2 separate regions of the Zea mays genome follow, and region 1 is linked to region 2. A link is a contact called in public Hi-C data. All regions are on one chromosome and are shown on one strand. The core of a region is the stretch at or near the end of the contact, and the rest is flanking DNA. Distances in the headings are between cores, read along the strand shown.

Region 1 (2,700 bases), core at 11-2,510, 110 kb before region 2:
TGGAGGAGCCGGCCGGAGAGATGCACGCATGTGAGCGGAGGAAGGTAGTTACCTGAGAGCGAGGCGGCGGCGCCGCAGAGGGAGCTGAGCTGCGTCCGGACGCTGCTGAGGAAGGACGCTGCCTCGTCGAATGGCCGCGACAGCTCCTCCTTATACCGCTCCAGCACCCGGCAGTACGCCTCCTGTGCGCCGCGCCGTCGCCACGGTCACATGTAATAACGACGCAAGAATCAGAACGGGTTTAGTGCGTGCGGGGCCGTGGCGTGCGTACCATGAACTCGTCGAGCTCGGGGTCTAGGCCGACCTCCCCGCCGGCAGAGGCGGCGGCGCACCTCTCCCGGCCGATCTCCTCCAGCAGCGTGGCCACCTCCGGCGGCGCGCCCACCTGCCACGCCAAATCAAGAAACCAAACCATGCGGGCGAGCGCGTCGTCAAGGCGCAATCTTTCCGCAACTAATCTCGGCGATCGAGCGAGCTAGCTAGCTAGCCGGCCGCATGATGCGACGGCGAGGTACCTTGCGGCACTCGATGTAGGCGGAGAGGAGGGAAGGGTAGCGCGGGTGCCCGGCGATCTGCGCCTTGACCAGCTCCGTCAGATCCGCCGGCGGCGGCGGAGGGGGCTGCGACGGCGGGGGAGGGGGCGAGCCTGGTCCGCCGGCGACCCCGGACACCTCGCTGGCCGCCGTGGCGGCGCCCCCGGCGCGTGAGATCCCCGGGTGGATGCTGTACAGATCCTCCATGCCTGCCGCGCCTTCCTGCAATAATCTTCTTGCCTGGAGCTCGATCGCGTGCCCCAGCAACCAAGCTGCTGCCTCGAGCGATAATCTGCCTTCTACGGTTCTACCTATCTACGCGCACCTGTGCACAACAAACCCATATAATGGAGACAGTAGTAGAAGACGACTCCGACGGTTCTGTGTCGTTTATTTGTCTGGTTCTTTAGAGGTATGTGTGGATGCGGGAAGCTCCAGGAAGGCGAAGAAGCGGCAGCTAGCGCAGAAGGAAAAGGGGCAAGCAAGAACAAGAAAAAGTAGGGGAAAGGGCAGAGATCATGGGGAGAACGGGAACTAGCAGCGGCCGTTTCCACTGCAGCCCCTTGTGCTGCTACTGCTGGAGCTGCAGGCGCAGAAGCTGGGCGTGATCTCTGCAGCAGCGGGATACATGCGGGCGAACTGCCTCGGCTGCGCTCTCTCTCTCTCAGTCTCTCTCTGGGAGGATGATGGAGGCAGTGCCTGCCAGTGAGATCGGGAAAGAGGGAAGGAATAGCTAGGGATGTGAAAGTGGGTGGTTTTTCTTTGGGACAAAAAAGTTATAAAAAATGTGCATGGATGGTTTGTTGGGACTCTTTATACGGTCGTAGTTTTTTTATTAGGATTGATTTGGTGATAAAGAGATAGTTTCGTGATCCATAGTCACTAAATCAGTCCTTAACGTTTTATTTTCCTTGATTTTTTATGCAATGAAGTGCTAGTGTGAGACGAGGGAGAAGGGGTGTCGTTCTTTTTGCATGGGAGACCTTGATGAATGGATCATACTTCTAAAGATGCCCTCGCTATGCTAGACATTATCATATTTCAATGTTCTTTAAGAGCTGGTCGAATAGAAAACAGAATTTTCACGCGTTATGAGGTTGTGTTTGGTTCATCTTCTTGAACCAGATTTGCCGCCAAAATTTTAGAATCCAAACCAAACGAGTACAATAGTAGAATAGATTCTTCAAAATCTATATAATTCTCTAGTCCAATTCAGAATCATCTCCTATCCAAGATTGTCTAGATTTTTATCATCCATGTTACAAGGTATCATGTCTTATAAAATTTATAGTCGACGGTTATTTCACCAAACAAATTTGAGTTTTTTCACAATCATCAGGTCACAACAGTTTTCTCACAACTCATAGCTCGACTAAGATTTTTATTTATCTACAACTCAACTAAATAGACCCTAAGACGTGTTTCAGCGTCAGCCGACTTAGACCAAAGACGTGGGTTAGACGGATGTCGGTAATGACTGATCCGACTTTAATATTGATTAGTAGACCTACCAACTCATTGTTATCAATCACATTAAAGTTAGATCGATCTGCGTCGATCGCATTGGAGAAACGGTTAATATCAACCACCTTTAACCATGTGCCACGTTCTGATTGATTCACAGTATTTTAAAGTCTAAAAACTGAAAAAACTAGAATTCGTAAATAGAGCATAGTGTTTTGGTCCATTTACACCCCTTATTCTTTAATCTGCTCTTATCATATCTTGTTTCACTCCTCTCACTCTCCTTTCAGTTTATCAAACCACTGTCATCATGTCTTCCTCGGGATCCTACATTGAGATGATCGAAGATGAAGTACTCGATATGCTACATCAAACTATGATGGATAGGAGATGGAGGTTGCCTCTGGGTCTTCAACGAGAAGGAGGCAAAGGACACAACAGGGAAGCTACATTGATTGGGATTGTGAAGTCTCCCACAACTGACTGATACAAGACTAAGTTAACGACCCATGCTCTACCCTTTTCTTTACTTTCGTTGAAGGTACTGCATACGGAGGAGTCTCTTCCTTCAAATTTTGGAGAGGTTAGATTTCCCTATATTTCACTCTTATAACTGTTACACTCAACCATAGTGGTTTCTCCCCCTCCACCAAAGATGCATTGTTTCCCTCTACATGCTCTTCTATGTTAGGGTTACTGACTT
Region 2 (2,936 bases), core at 135-2,634:
GGAGTCTTCCCCGCTGCTTTCCACATCATAACTGTCACTATCACCAGTATCTTCAGATAAACCTTCTAAAATCTCCCTTGTAATCTTCTTCGTATTCGTCTTTGCTATTGACTCAAGAAAGCCAAGATTCTTCTCCTCAGAAAGGCTCAGCTTCGTTTCAGCAATAGCTTTTTTATCTTTAGACATCTTCGAAAATGTTAAAAAACTGCTCTCAAAGCCGAAGCTTAAAAAACCTAAAAAACCAAACAAGTGTTGGTGCGCAAAAGAGCTAAAAGTTGAGTAAGCAAGAGCAGATGGCAAGAAAGCGTGCCAGATATGCTCGCGGTGTGCTCTTATTTATACGCCCAGTGCGTTGCAAGTGGGAGGGCCCCGCTTGTCATTGACTGATGCTATTCTAGCAAAGGGAAGGTGTTTTTTCGGACCTTCGGCTTAAGGCCTTCGTCCATATCGCAATCTGAATTTATCATTCTAACAAATTAATATTGCGAGGGGCTACTGTTGGGGGCCTTCGGCTTCCGAAGGTCCTCAAAAATATGATTTAACAATGTTTCTGGAGTATGATACATAAACAGGTACCTTCGGACTTAGGTCAAAACTACAGTGTGAAGAAGCACAAAGGATACGAAGGATGGCGCAGAGCCGAAGCTATGCGCAGGGGAGCTTCGGCGTGATAACAGAAAAGGGAACCGACTTAAAAGGGAAAAGGCTATTTAGACCCTGATGGACTATTATAGAATTATTAGCAAATGTAAAGGGTATGGGTGTAATTTTACATGGGCTGCATCCCGTGCCTATAAATAGATGAACAGTGCTCACGTACTGTTCACGCTGACTTGGCATTTGCTTTTGCGTCACGCTTGTACTTTTGCCTTCTTTTAAGCCGAAGGTACATTTGTAATTTGTTATCATTTCTATTTTTCCATAATAATAAAATAGAAATGAGTTTTAATGATAATATTTGAGTATTCATACTTTGCATGAATCCTTCTTTATTATTTGTTGTATTGATGAAGGCATGTCCTTTATAACCTTCGTCCAAGACTCATTATATCTCGAGAGAGGTAATGCTTCGAAGGATAAAGAACTTTAACGTTTAACAATTTTCGTGTTGCCTTTTCTTAATTCATAGCATTTAAGGAAAAGTCCCCAACAAGTATGTTCGTTGTAGTATCTCTCTGGTGACCAAACCGATGCTATGCTAATTCCAAATTCCAGGTTCCAAATGGCACAACACACACATACAAAGCCGTGCAGTGCTGTGCTGATGACGAGGAGGAGGGATTATATATACTGGAATTCTGAAACAGTCTCCGGCCTGGACTAGTGAAAGGATCCAGGTGTGGCAATGTCTGGATGATTGATGGGATCATAAATAGAGTAGAGTAGGACTGTTGGCGAGCCAGGAGGACCACAAACGGTTTCCCACCAGGACCACAAACTGCCTCCTTCCTTCCTTGGAACCTCCAACCAAAACCAAACCAAGATTTGTTTACTTGATGCTTCAACCTTAGCTTTTCCATCAGGTATTTCGAGAGGTCTCTCGTGCAAACATGCTTTATGCATGGCTGTGTGTTACAAGTATATAAGATAGCCTCTTTGACTATATATGTTTCCTCTTGTTTTTGTCAATCATGGGTCACTCAGCATGATTACACTTCAATCAATAACTAAAAAACAATAATGCAACAGTAAATATGTTTTATAATCTCTCTCTCTCTCACTCTCTTTTTGTCGCCTAGGTTAACCTAAGCTTGTATATAATTGTATTGATTCAGCAGCTAACGTCTAATGATTTGCTTTGATAAATAATGCCATTAATTTCTTGAAAGATAATATATGCAGTACCATGGTTAGCTGTCTCTACTCAGTAGATCTACAAGTGTATTTATTATATATATGCATATCTTTTTTTTAAGATGGAGAAAAAGCTTATCTCGACAGAGGTCAAGGAAAGACATCTCAACAATGCATTATTGGTCACAGGCCCTACCTTTTTTTTTTTCTCTCTCTCTCTCTCTCGAGACATATCTTCAAGACAGTGACATCCACTGTCTGTCAAGTCTACAAGACGAGGGCCTAACCGACGCCACGCCCTATGTTTTGCTCATCTTGATAACAACACGCCCACAACTTTTTAATACTGTATCCCGTAAAATAGGGTTCGGGACACTATTTATAAATTAAAGTTTAAAAAGAGGAAAATAGAAAAAGAAAACGAAATTGAGACCTCCGTTGTCTTCATTTTTCGACTTTCCAGCAACGATGAACACGTACTCTCGGCTCGGCTGCAAAAAAAACCTATATTTGCGGCGCGTTCTCACGTTCCTTTCAAGAGGTCAAATCACAACGAGCCTTCGCATCTCCAGACAGCATCATCAAAGATGGATTTTTTCAGGATCGAATGGAGGTCCCGCATCAGATGAACATACTCCACCGGCACCGTCCACGGCGGTGCAAGATAAAAATCCAGTATAAATGCAGACTTATCATGGCAACCAACCAGCCAGTCATGTCATTCAACAATCTACCATCTCAGATCAACCTCACCTTTCTGCCTTAATTTGTTTGGAGACCAGTGCAGCTGAAAGTTCCATCTCTCTCTTTCTCTTGTTTATAACTCATGCCTCATTTCATTGCTGCAACCGACAAATATAAGACAACACTGGCGCGTAGTAATACGGCTCCAATCCTCCTAGGCCAAAAAGAAAAAACAAAAGAGAGACAGAACAAGATAAGGTTCCTGAATTCTTGGAGAAAAAACAGGTTAGTTTCTTGCCAGTTGCTGTGGATGAGTCCTGTCATTCTGTGTATATATTAGCAAAGCCGCCTGATTTTTTTTTTTTTTTGGAACTTGGAAGATTCTCGCTTTCTTTGAGAGCATGGAACCTGAAACAAGGCAAGCTAAAGCACACAGATCTCTCGCTTTGAAATCTCTA

What was found. Hi-C and Micro-C count contacts between places; a contact is called where the count stands out from the background.
Region 1: a Hi-C map of leaf shows a contact between it and region 2, with 4 times the contacts expected there. The contact joins the promoter of LOC541960 here to the enhancer-like site in region 2. A contact is called at or near these places in 14 of 25 Hi-C or Micro-C datasets (bundle sheath, ear, leaf and 4 more) and 1 of 3 datasets of contacts at active chromatin or transcription factors (leaf).

What each region holds. Positions count from the first base shown.
Region 1 is chr8:134,448,173-134,450,872 of Zm-B73-REFERENCE-NAM-5.0, reverse strand. LOC541960 (liguleless 4) reads right to left here and starts at 1,260. Exons shown (of 5, transcript NM_001371616.1): 1 at 516-1,260; 2 at 272-385; 3 at 53-182. The coding sequence starts at 740.
Region 2 is chr8:134,334,824-134,337,759 of Zm-B73-REFERENCE-NAM-5.0, reverse strand. No RefSeq gene overlaps it. Among protein-coding and RNA genes, the nearest start is that of LOC100192799, 14 kb to the right of the region's middle. Within about 2 kb of position 1,384, at least 13 of the 20 cell types and tissues checked have an H3K27ac peak or open chromatin away from gene starts, as enhancers often do. A contact at or near this core is called in bundle sheath, ear, leaf and 1 more, where this site is marked.